Regions from separate parts of the Mus musculus genome. Here region 2 is linked to region 1. The links are chromatin contacts, called in public promoter capture Hi-C maps. All regions are on one chromosome and are shown on one strand. The core of a region is the stretch at or near the end of the contact, and the rest is flanking DNA. Distances in the headings are between cores, read along the strand shown.

The links. Promoter capture Hi-C pulls out the DNA fragments that hold promoters and counts their contacts.
Region 2: a promoter capture Hi-C map of liver shows a contact between it and region 1, with 2.7 times the contacts expected there. The contact joins the promoter of Haus4 here to the promoter of Bcl2l2 in region 1. A contact is called at or near these places in 10 of 39 promoter capture datasets (the 3T3-L1 cell line, the HPC-7 cell line, cranial neural crest and 5 more), 3 of 115 datasets of contacts at active chromatin or transcription factors (bone marrow-derived macrophages, memory CD8 T cells and pancreatic cancer cells) and 2 of 9 other capture datasets (adipose tissue and liver).

The regions. Positions count from the first base shown.
Region 1 is chr14:54,881,937-54,886,062 of GRCm38.p6, forward strand. Bcl2l2 (BCL2-like 2) reads left to right here and starts at 1,489. Exons shown (of 4, transcript NM_007537.1): 1 at 1,489-1,570; 2 at 1,861-1,948; 3 at 2,438-2,877; 4 at 3,448-4,126. The coding sequence starts at 2,446. The coding sequence ends at 3,597.
Region 2 is chr14:54,552,581-54,556,617 of GRCm38.p6, forward strand. Haus4 (HAUS augmin-like complex, subunit 4) reads right to left here and starts at 1,781. Exons shown (of 10, transcript NM_145462.2): 1 at 1,595-1,781.

The DNA of each region.
Region 1 (4,126 bases), core at 239-2,738:
TGCTACTATGATCATTGTGGCTTCTCCGGTGACCACACAGACAAGTGGGAACATCAAGGTTTAGTGGGAGAAGCAAGGGGAAGTAACAAGAAAGAACTGAAGGAAAGAAGCATAATTGGGTTGCCTCTTTCTGGCCTTAACTGGAGTTCCAGAGCTGAAGAAATGGCAACCTTCAGGAGTCCTGGGTGGGGGGAGAGGTGGGAGGATCAGCACACTGATGAGTGCCCTCCTGTGGATCTGCTGTAGTCAGAAAGCTTCTTGCCCTGGAAACTTGCTCTACAGAAAGATATTATCACATGCTGGATAGTGGTGCCTCGGGCCTTTAATCCCATAGTGTCTGAGGCAGAGGCAGGCCAATCCCTGTGAGATCGAGGCCAGCCTGCTCTATAGAAGTGAGTTCCAGGGCAGCCAGGGCTACACAGAGAAGAAACCATGTTTCAAAATACACACACACTCGGTTTTTATATATACATATTTTTACATATATATATATACATAAATGCACATATAAATAGATATATGTATATTATATATACATATATGTGTATATTATAAATATGTATATGGAATATATAAAAATATAAAAATATTTACATATACTATACTGATATACTTTATATTTATATGTATATTGATACATTTATAAATTATATATAACATATATATTTATACTTATAAACATATTTATATTGTATGTGTATATATAAAAGCACATATTTATATAAACATATGTGTATGGATAAATGTATATATAATCCATGTATATGTGAATGTAGATATTCACATGTAAATTATAGATATATGTAATCTGTAAAACAGGTATTAACCCAACATTGGTAACCTGTATTTAGAGAGGGTGTGTAAGATTAGTAAGCTTGTATCAATTTGTGCCTTTTATTGTTTGATTTTTGTTTTAAATAGTAAGAATTAACTCCTGTGGTGGGTAACAAATGAAAAGAAAATCAATCTGATTACAAAAGATGAAGATTGCTTGTGGACACTGTAAACCAAGGCCTGACACCTTGATACCTAGCTGAAACTCCAGCCAAGGAAGAGCCCACTGCATTAAAGGTCCTGAGGGGAAGTATTTTTGTGTTTAGTGTTTCTACTAGCCCCACAAGGGCAAGAGGTTGTTCCCAGCTTAATAGGAACTGCTCTGCTTTTCCTAGGCACGCAATCCAAGCTGGAAAGTTCAACAAGTGCGTGAACAGAAGAGACCTTCCGGAAATGCTGAATTTGCACTGAGCTGCTGAGGCCCGGTGTGTTTCTCTGGGGACACTGCGGGCTTCGCAGGCAGCCGGCACAGGTCACTATGGCCTCTGAACAGCCCTTCAATGGCCCTCTCTTCCTGGAGTTGTGGCTCTTCCCAGCCCTGCCTCCCAGCCCCGCCCCTCTCTCTGGACGCATCTCTGTGTCCCATCATCACCCGGCGCCGGGCCCTCCCTCCCTGCCCTCCCCTCCTCCCTCCTTCCTTCCTTCCCTTCCTCCCTTTCTCCCTCCCTCCCTCCCTCCCTCCCAGCTCCTCCACCAGGAAACAACCGGATTCCGGATCCCGGCTGCGGCCTGACCCGTGAGATTCCTTAACCTGGCTGGCGGGCGGGGTTGGAGACCAGCTAAGGGTGGGGGAATGGGAGGAGCTGGGCCTTTGGGCTGCTCTTGGGGGTACCGGGAATAGAGATGGTGTCGGCAGGAAGCCCGTGGTCCCGGGTTTCCCAAGAGGGCAGTCATTAAACACGGAATCGGTCCCACAGCTGGCAAAGCTTTGGAGGTAGGGGCCCAGTCCCAGGCGCTGCAGTTCCAGTTCTTTCCGGGCCAGACCCAGGCCTTTCCCACCTAGTTCTCTCTCCCTCCCCTTTTCAGGGCTCCACTCTAGCCGGGAGGATGAAAGGCCTCAGCTGGGGGCTCCCTGCCACCAGCACTGGGTCCTAAGAGCTGCCATCCAGGCTGGGTAAGTGTCCTCTTCCTTTCTGCCCCATTACAGCCCTTGGCTTTTCCCATCTTCCTATTCAGCCCCTGTCTCCTCCCTATCTTGTGCCTCTGCCAACATCTTCGCATCATGCTCCTGGGGAGGTCTTAAGCCCCTTCCTATAGCCAAAAAGGGGTGTGTGTGTGTGTGTGTGTGTGTGTGTGTGTGTGTGTGTGTGTGTGTGTGTGTATAGAGGTGGCATACAGCTGGTGCTGTCGTATGAAAGGAATCTGAAGTAGTCTAAAAATAAGATTTCCTGTTGCACACTTAATTTGACATGTTATACGTGGCCAGCTGCTTATGCTCTGAACCTCCCCATGACTTAAATCCGTTGCTCTTTCTTGGCCCTGCCCAGTGCCTCTGAGCATTTCACCTATCTCAGGAGCTTGATCAAATAGGAAATGTCCCTTCTTGCTCTCTGTCAATAATTTCCTTATATTTATGTCAGTCTGTCATCCTTGCCCCTTTCAGCCGCCCGGATGGCGACCCCAGCCTCAACCCCAGACACACGGGCTCTAGTGGCTGACTTTGTAGGCTATAAGCTGAGGCAGAAGGGTTATGTCTGTGGAGCTGGCCCTGGGGAAGGCCCAGCCGCCGACCCGCTGCACCAAGCCATGCGGGCTGCTGGAGACGAGTTTGAGACCCGTTTCCGCCGCACCTTCTCTGACCTGGCCGCTCAGCTACACGTGACCCCAGGCTCAGCCCAGCAACGCTTCACCCAGGTTTCCGACGAACTTTTCCAAGGGGGCCCTAACTGGGGCCGTCTTGTGGCATTCTTTGTCTTTGGGGCTGCCCTGTGTGCTGAGAGTGTCAACAAAGAAATGGAGCCTTTGGTGGGACAAGTGCAGGATTGGATGGTGGCCTACCTGGAGACACGTCTGGCTGACTGGATCCACAGCAGTGGGGGCTGGGTAAGAAGTTCTCAATTGCTGCTCTCCGCATCCCTCTACAAAGTTGGTCTTCATGGGAAAATAGGGCCTCTGATGGGAGGCTGGGGTTGTGCTGGGAAGGGCTGAGTTCCCTTATTTAAGTGGAATCAGACTGAGAGCATCAAGCTCACAGTACTCCAGGGCTACCATGTAGTAGTAGCTGGATGGGCTTCACGGTCCCAAGCAGAAGACTGAATATAGAGTTTTATAAACAGAGAACCTTCAGCGAATAATTGTGACCCCTGCGTACATAGTATGGGTGGTGAGGCCGGTCAGGGATGGGTCATGGCTAGGCAAGCCTTAGCAAAGGATGCCAGTTCTGAACGGAACTTTATTGCCATGGAAGGGATGGGGCTGACATCACGTAGACAGTGCAGAGGAGCCAGGAACGGGGTTCGGAGGGGCTTGTGTGCAGTAGAGCTTCGGCTGGAGCAGCTGGGGATGGGGGCAGTGCTCACAGTGGATGGAACTGGAACTCTTCCTTCCCTCGTCTCTCCACTATCCTTTCCTGATCTCCCTTTCTCCTTTCTCTACTTCCCTTCTCTCCCACAGGCGGAGTTCACAGCTCTATACGGGGACGGGGCCCTGGAGGAGGCACGGCGTCTGCGGGAGGGGAACTGGGCATCAGTGAGGACAGTGCTGACGGGGGCCGTGGCACTGGGGGCCCTGGTAACTGTAGGGGCCTTTTTTGCTAGCAAGTGAGAAAGTCTAGGGCCAGGTGGGGCTAGGTGTGGCTAGGGGCCAGGAGAGCTGGAACAATAGCGAATGCCCTTGGAAGAAACTGGATGGTCACGGAACAGAGAAAGGCAGGGGAAGGTAGTGTGTGTGGGAGCCCAGCATGCCAGGCAGGTGGCAGGGAGAATGAGTTGGAAACATTAAGGAATGTTTCAAGGCCAAGAACCCAGAGAGTGGAGTCATCCCACGGCTTGGGGGGTGGGGGTGGGGAGGTGGGAGGAATCATGCCCATATCGCGGGCACACAACTACCCGGAACATGGCTTGTAGCTCCAAGGACGGTGAGCTTACTTCAAAGATCTGTGTCTCGACTAGATGAATGGGATTTAGGGAGCCTAGAATTCACTTCCCTTTGGGATGGAAGCTTGGTGATCAGGTGACTGGGTGAAATGGCTGTGGCTGTGGGCTGCATGGGCACACCTGTGCATGTATGTGCACATGCAAGCATGCTCATGTGCATGCTGGGCTGTCTGTCGAATCTGGTGGTGGGGTACTTA
Region 2 (4,037 bases), core at 531-3,030, 330 kb before region 1:
GTTTCTATTCCTGCGCAAACATCATGACCAAGAAGCAAGTTGTGGAGGAAAGGGTTTATTCAGCTTACACTTCCACATTGCTGTTCATCACTAAAGGAAGTCAGGACTGGAACTCAAGCAGCAAGTTGGGGAGGAAAGGGTTTATTCAGCTTACACTTCCAAACTGCTGTTCATCACTAAAGGAAGTCAGGACTGGAACTCAAGCAGGTCAGAAAGCTGATGCAGAGGCCATGGAGGGATGTTCTTTACTGGCTTGCTTTCCCTGGCTTGCTCAGCCTGCTCTCTTATAGAATCAAGATTACCAGCCCAGAGATGGTCCCACCCACAAGGGGCCTTTCCCCCTTGATCACTAATTGAGAAAATGCCTTGCAGTTGGATCTCATAGAGGCATTTCCTCAACTGAAGCTCCTTTCTCTGTGATAACTCCAGCTGTCAGGTTGACACAAAACCAGCCAGTACACCACCCAAATCCACTAAGTTCTAATGGAAGGCGTCTTCCTACCGTTACCATTTTGCTGGAGCTACAAACTGTTGCTGTCTGTCGTGTTCCCAGTAAACTAAGGGGTGTGGGTCCCAGTATACCTTTTGCCCCCTTTATAGCTCAACTGTGGAATATCACAGTTTCTTTCTGGTGCTTCTCTGTCAGTGTCATCTCATGAAAGAGCTATCTGTCTGGGAGCAAGAGCGACAGACACTTGAACTACAACAGCTTTTCCAGTAACAATGCACTGCAGTGGTTAGTGTGGGGACATAGCTATACAGATAGGTGTTTTGCCAGAACCTGGAGCACCTTGAAAAGAATGTCATCAACAGAGAGCAATGAGAAACTCAACAGCAACACAAACATTGCCTGCCCATTCTTTCCCTTATTGCTTTACCCACTCCTCCAAATGGCAGCTGAGCCCGAGGCAGCCCCGAGTCTGAAGCTTATTAGTACTTAACGCTTCACGTCCACAGAACATTGGTTTATTCGCTCCTTTTATGAGTCACATGAAAGCAACTAGCCGTTTGTTTTGTAGCGTGGTCTAGAGGAATCAGCTGAGGAGGCGCAATTCGAGACATTAATTTGTGGCTCCGCCCCGCCCCCCATGTTTTCTGTGTGAGTTTATGTGAAATGCTCCTTTTTCAGGTGCCAACAGTGTTCCACCTGCAAAGCCGCGATAACGGTTCTTGCCTTGCATGAAGCATCAAGAATTAATAACAATCGACTTGTCAACAAAAGCTATTTAGTTATGTTTTACCAGTAAGTTCCGTTTTACCAACTCAGAATGTTGTTGAACTACACCTACAAATAAAGTTTTGCAGGCCAGTTAGGCACCCAGCCACGAGGGTTTCAACCGCCCAGGGGTCCTCAGCGGAGCCGCCCACAGGACGTGACCTTAGGCTTCACCCCCACCCTGCGCAGGCAGCCGGGGTCCCACGCGCAGGAGCGCAGAGCGCCGAACTCTGACGCAGGCGTGCTTCGAGCCCTCCAGCCGTTCCCCTGCACGCTGTGCTGGACGCAGATTGATCGTCCTGACTGTTTTCACAAGAGGTGACCCTTACAAGGCCGGAGATAATCAAGATGCAGACGCGCTCTCCGGCGCCGACCTACCGTCTGGGTCGCCAAGGAGTCCTAAAGGGCGAGCGCGGCCTCGCCGCAAGCTCGCGGTCGTCGAGCGCTAACCTGCACGGCTCGCCGCCGGAGCGCTAAGGCCGGGGCCTGCCCGGGAAAGGCGCTGCCGCCAGCGTAGAAACAACTGGGTCTTAAATCAGCCGGGCACAGGACGGGGCGGGGCCTCCGTTCCCGCCTGGCGCAGCCCCGCCCCGGGAGCGCGCGCTCAGCGCAACTGTCGCGGTAGCGGCTCGGATCCTGGAAGTCGGAACTTCACCCATTTAACAAAGGGGAAGACTAGGCACGGAAGGTTATATAGAGGTGGCGGCCCAGCTCGGAAGCTTAGGCCTGCCACTGTGGTGCTCGGAGGTCGAGCCAATGTGTTGTTGGTATCAGAGATCGTCCTGTCTCGGCCTCCCGATTGATGAGAGGAAAGGTGCACGCCACTACACCCCCACTGGTTTGTTTTTATTTATCGATGTGGGCGAGCGCATGCGCCATATGTGGGCGGTGTCCACGGAGGCCGGAAGAGGGAGCCAGAGCCCTTTGAGCCGATGTTACAGGTGCTTGTGAGCTGCCAGATTTTGGGTTCTGGGACTTGAACTCAGATCCTTTTACTACGTTGCTCCAGCCTCACCTCTTGAATTTCTTAACCTACCTCGCCTCCTCCGCGCTCCCTCTGTTTTTTTTTAAAGTCACGTTTTATTTACTGTGTGTCCTACGTGTGCTGTGGAGGTCAGAAGACATTCTGGGAGTGAGACATCATAGGCTTGGTAGCAAGCTCCTTTACCCATTGAGCCGCGTTAACTGCCCTGCCCCATTCCCACATCCCTTATTTCCCATCATCCTTCCTTCACTCCTACTTATGCCTACACTGGTTTTGTAAAACTAAGGGTACCCAATCAGGAAGTGACTTCTTTTGGAAAATAAGATGTTTAGCTGTACTGTTAATCCTTCACCACACCTACTCAGGAGGTTGAGTTAGGAAGATCGAGAGTTCAAAGCTAGGCCCGGGCACTATGCTGAAGTTGCCCATCTAAAAAAATAAAAGTCTTAAATAAACTGCTTCAAGGTTATTAGAGCTCTTTATACGTTTTTATTTATTTTACTGTTGTTTACGTGTGTGGGTGTTTGACTGGCACATATGTCTGTGAACCACTTGTATGCTTACTGCTGTGGGATCCTCTGGAACCGGTTACAGTTACCACCATATAAGTGTGGAGAATCCAACCCAGGTTTACTTGAAGAGGGATGGTTGAGCCATCTCCCTAGCCCAGTGATTAGATCGCTTGCATCAGAGAACAAACTGATAGGATGGAGCAAAAGTGCTAGGAAATGGAGCTGTTTGGCTTTTCCTTAGAACAGCAGTTCTCAACCTGTGGTCGAGACCCCTTTGGTTGGTTGAACGACCCTACAGGGGTCACCTAAGGCCACTGGAGAACACAGGTGTTTACAATTCGTAACAGCAAAATTACAGTTATGAAGTAAGTAATGGAAATCATTTATGGTTGGGGGTCACCACAACATGAGAATCTGTATTAAAGGGTCACAGCTTTAGAACATTCTAGGGCCAAGGGTAGTGGCTCATGCCTTTAACCCCAGTGATTGGGAGGTAGGGGGTAAGCAGATGAGGACAGCCTGATCTACACAGAGTGTTCCAGGAAGGCCAGGGTTGTATAGAAAGATCAGTGAGAGAGAGAGAGAGAGAGAGAGAGAGAGAGAGAGAGAGAGAGAGAGAGAAGAGAAGAGAAAGGAGGAAGAGGAGGAGGAGGAGAAGAAGGAGAAGGAGAAGAGAGAAAGAAAAAAAAAAAGAAAGAAAGAAAGAAAAAAGAAAAGGAAGGAGGAGGAGGAGACTTGTATTTGAATACACAGAGAAATGATTCTAGGGCAGAAAGCTTTTATGCCCTTGGTCAGGGCATCAGCTGCCATGTTCCATGTTTAATGCTAGAGTGCAGTCACTTTTCAAAGCTTTTAAAAATCACTTATGCTTCCTCAATTCTTCAATGCAGCCTCATTAAATGCCAGGCTTACGCACGAACCGTGCTCAGAACAAAATAGCAAGCATGCTTTGGTGATTTTCAGCTGATCAGAGATTTACTGAAATTTCATCTCCCAAGTCTTCAGGTTCTTAAATACTGAACTACAAAGCTCTGGCTAAGAGGCTCGAAAGCACGCGAGGCCCTGAGCAGGGAAGGCTCAGAAGGCTGCCTTCCAGAGGAAGATGGGGAAGATAGCAGTGGACAGACACCTTGCGGACAGAGCTCCGTGTGCAATTATCTCTTCCCTCTTTGTCCCTTCCAAGCCATGAGACCTTGGGCTACAGCTCTCCTTCCTGTGGGAGGTGTGGGGGGGGAGACAACATATTTCTTGTTACTCCAATCTCTTAGCATTGGCATAACGATCAAATGAGATAACGGCTGAGAAAGCGCCTTGGAAAGACTAT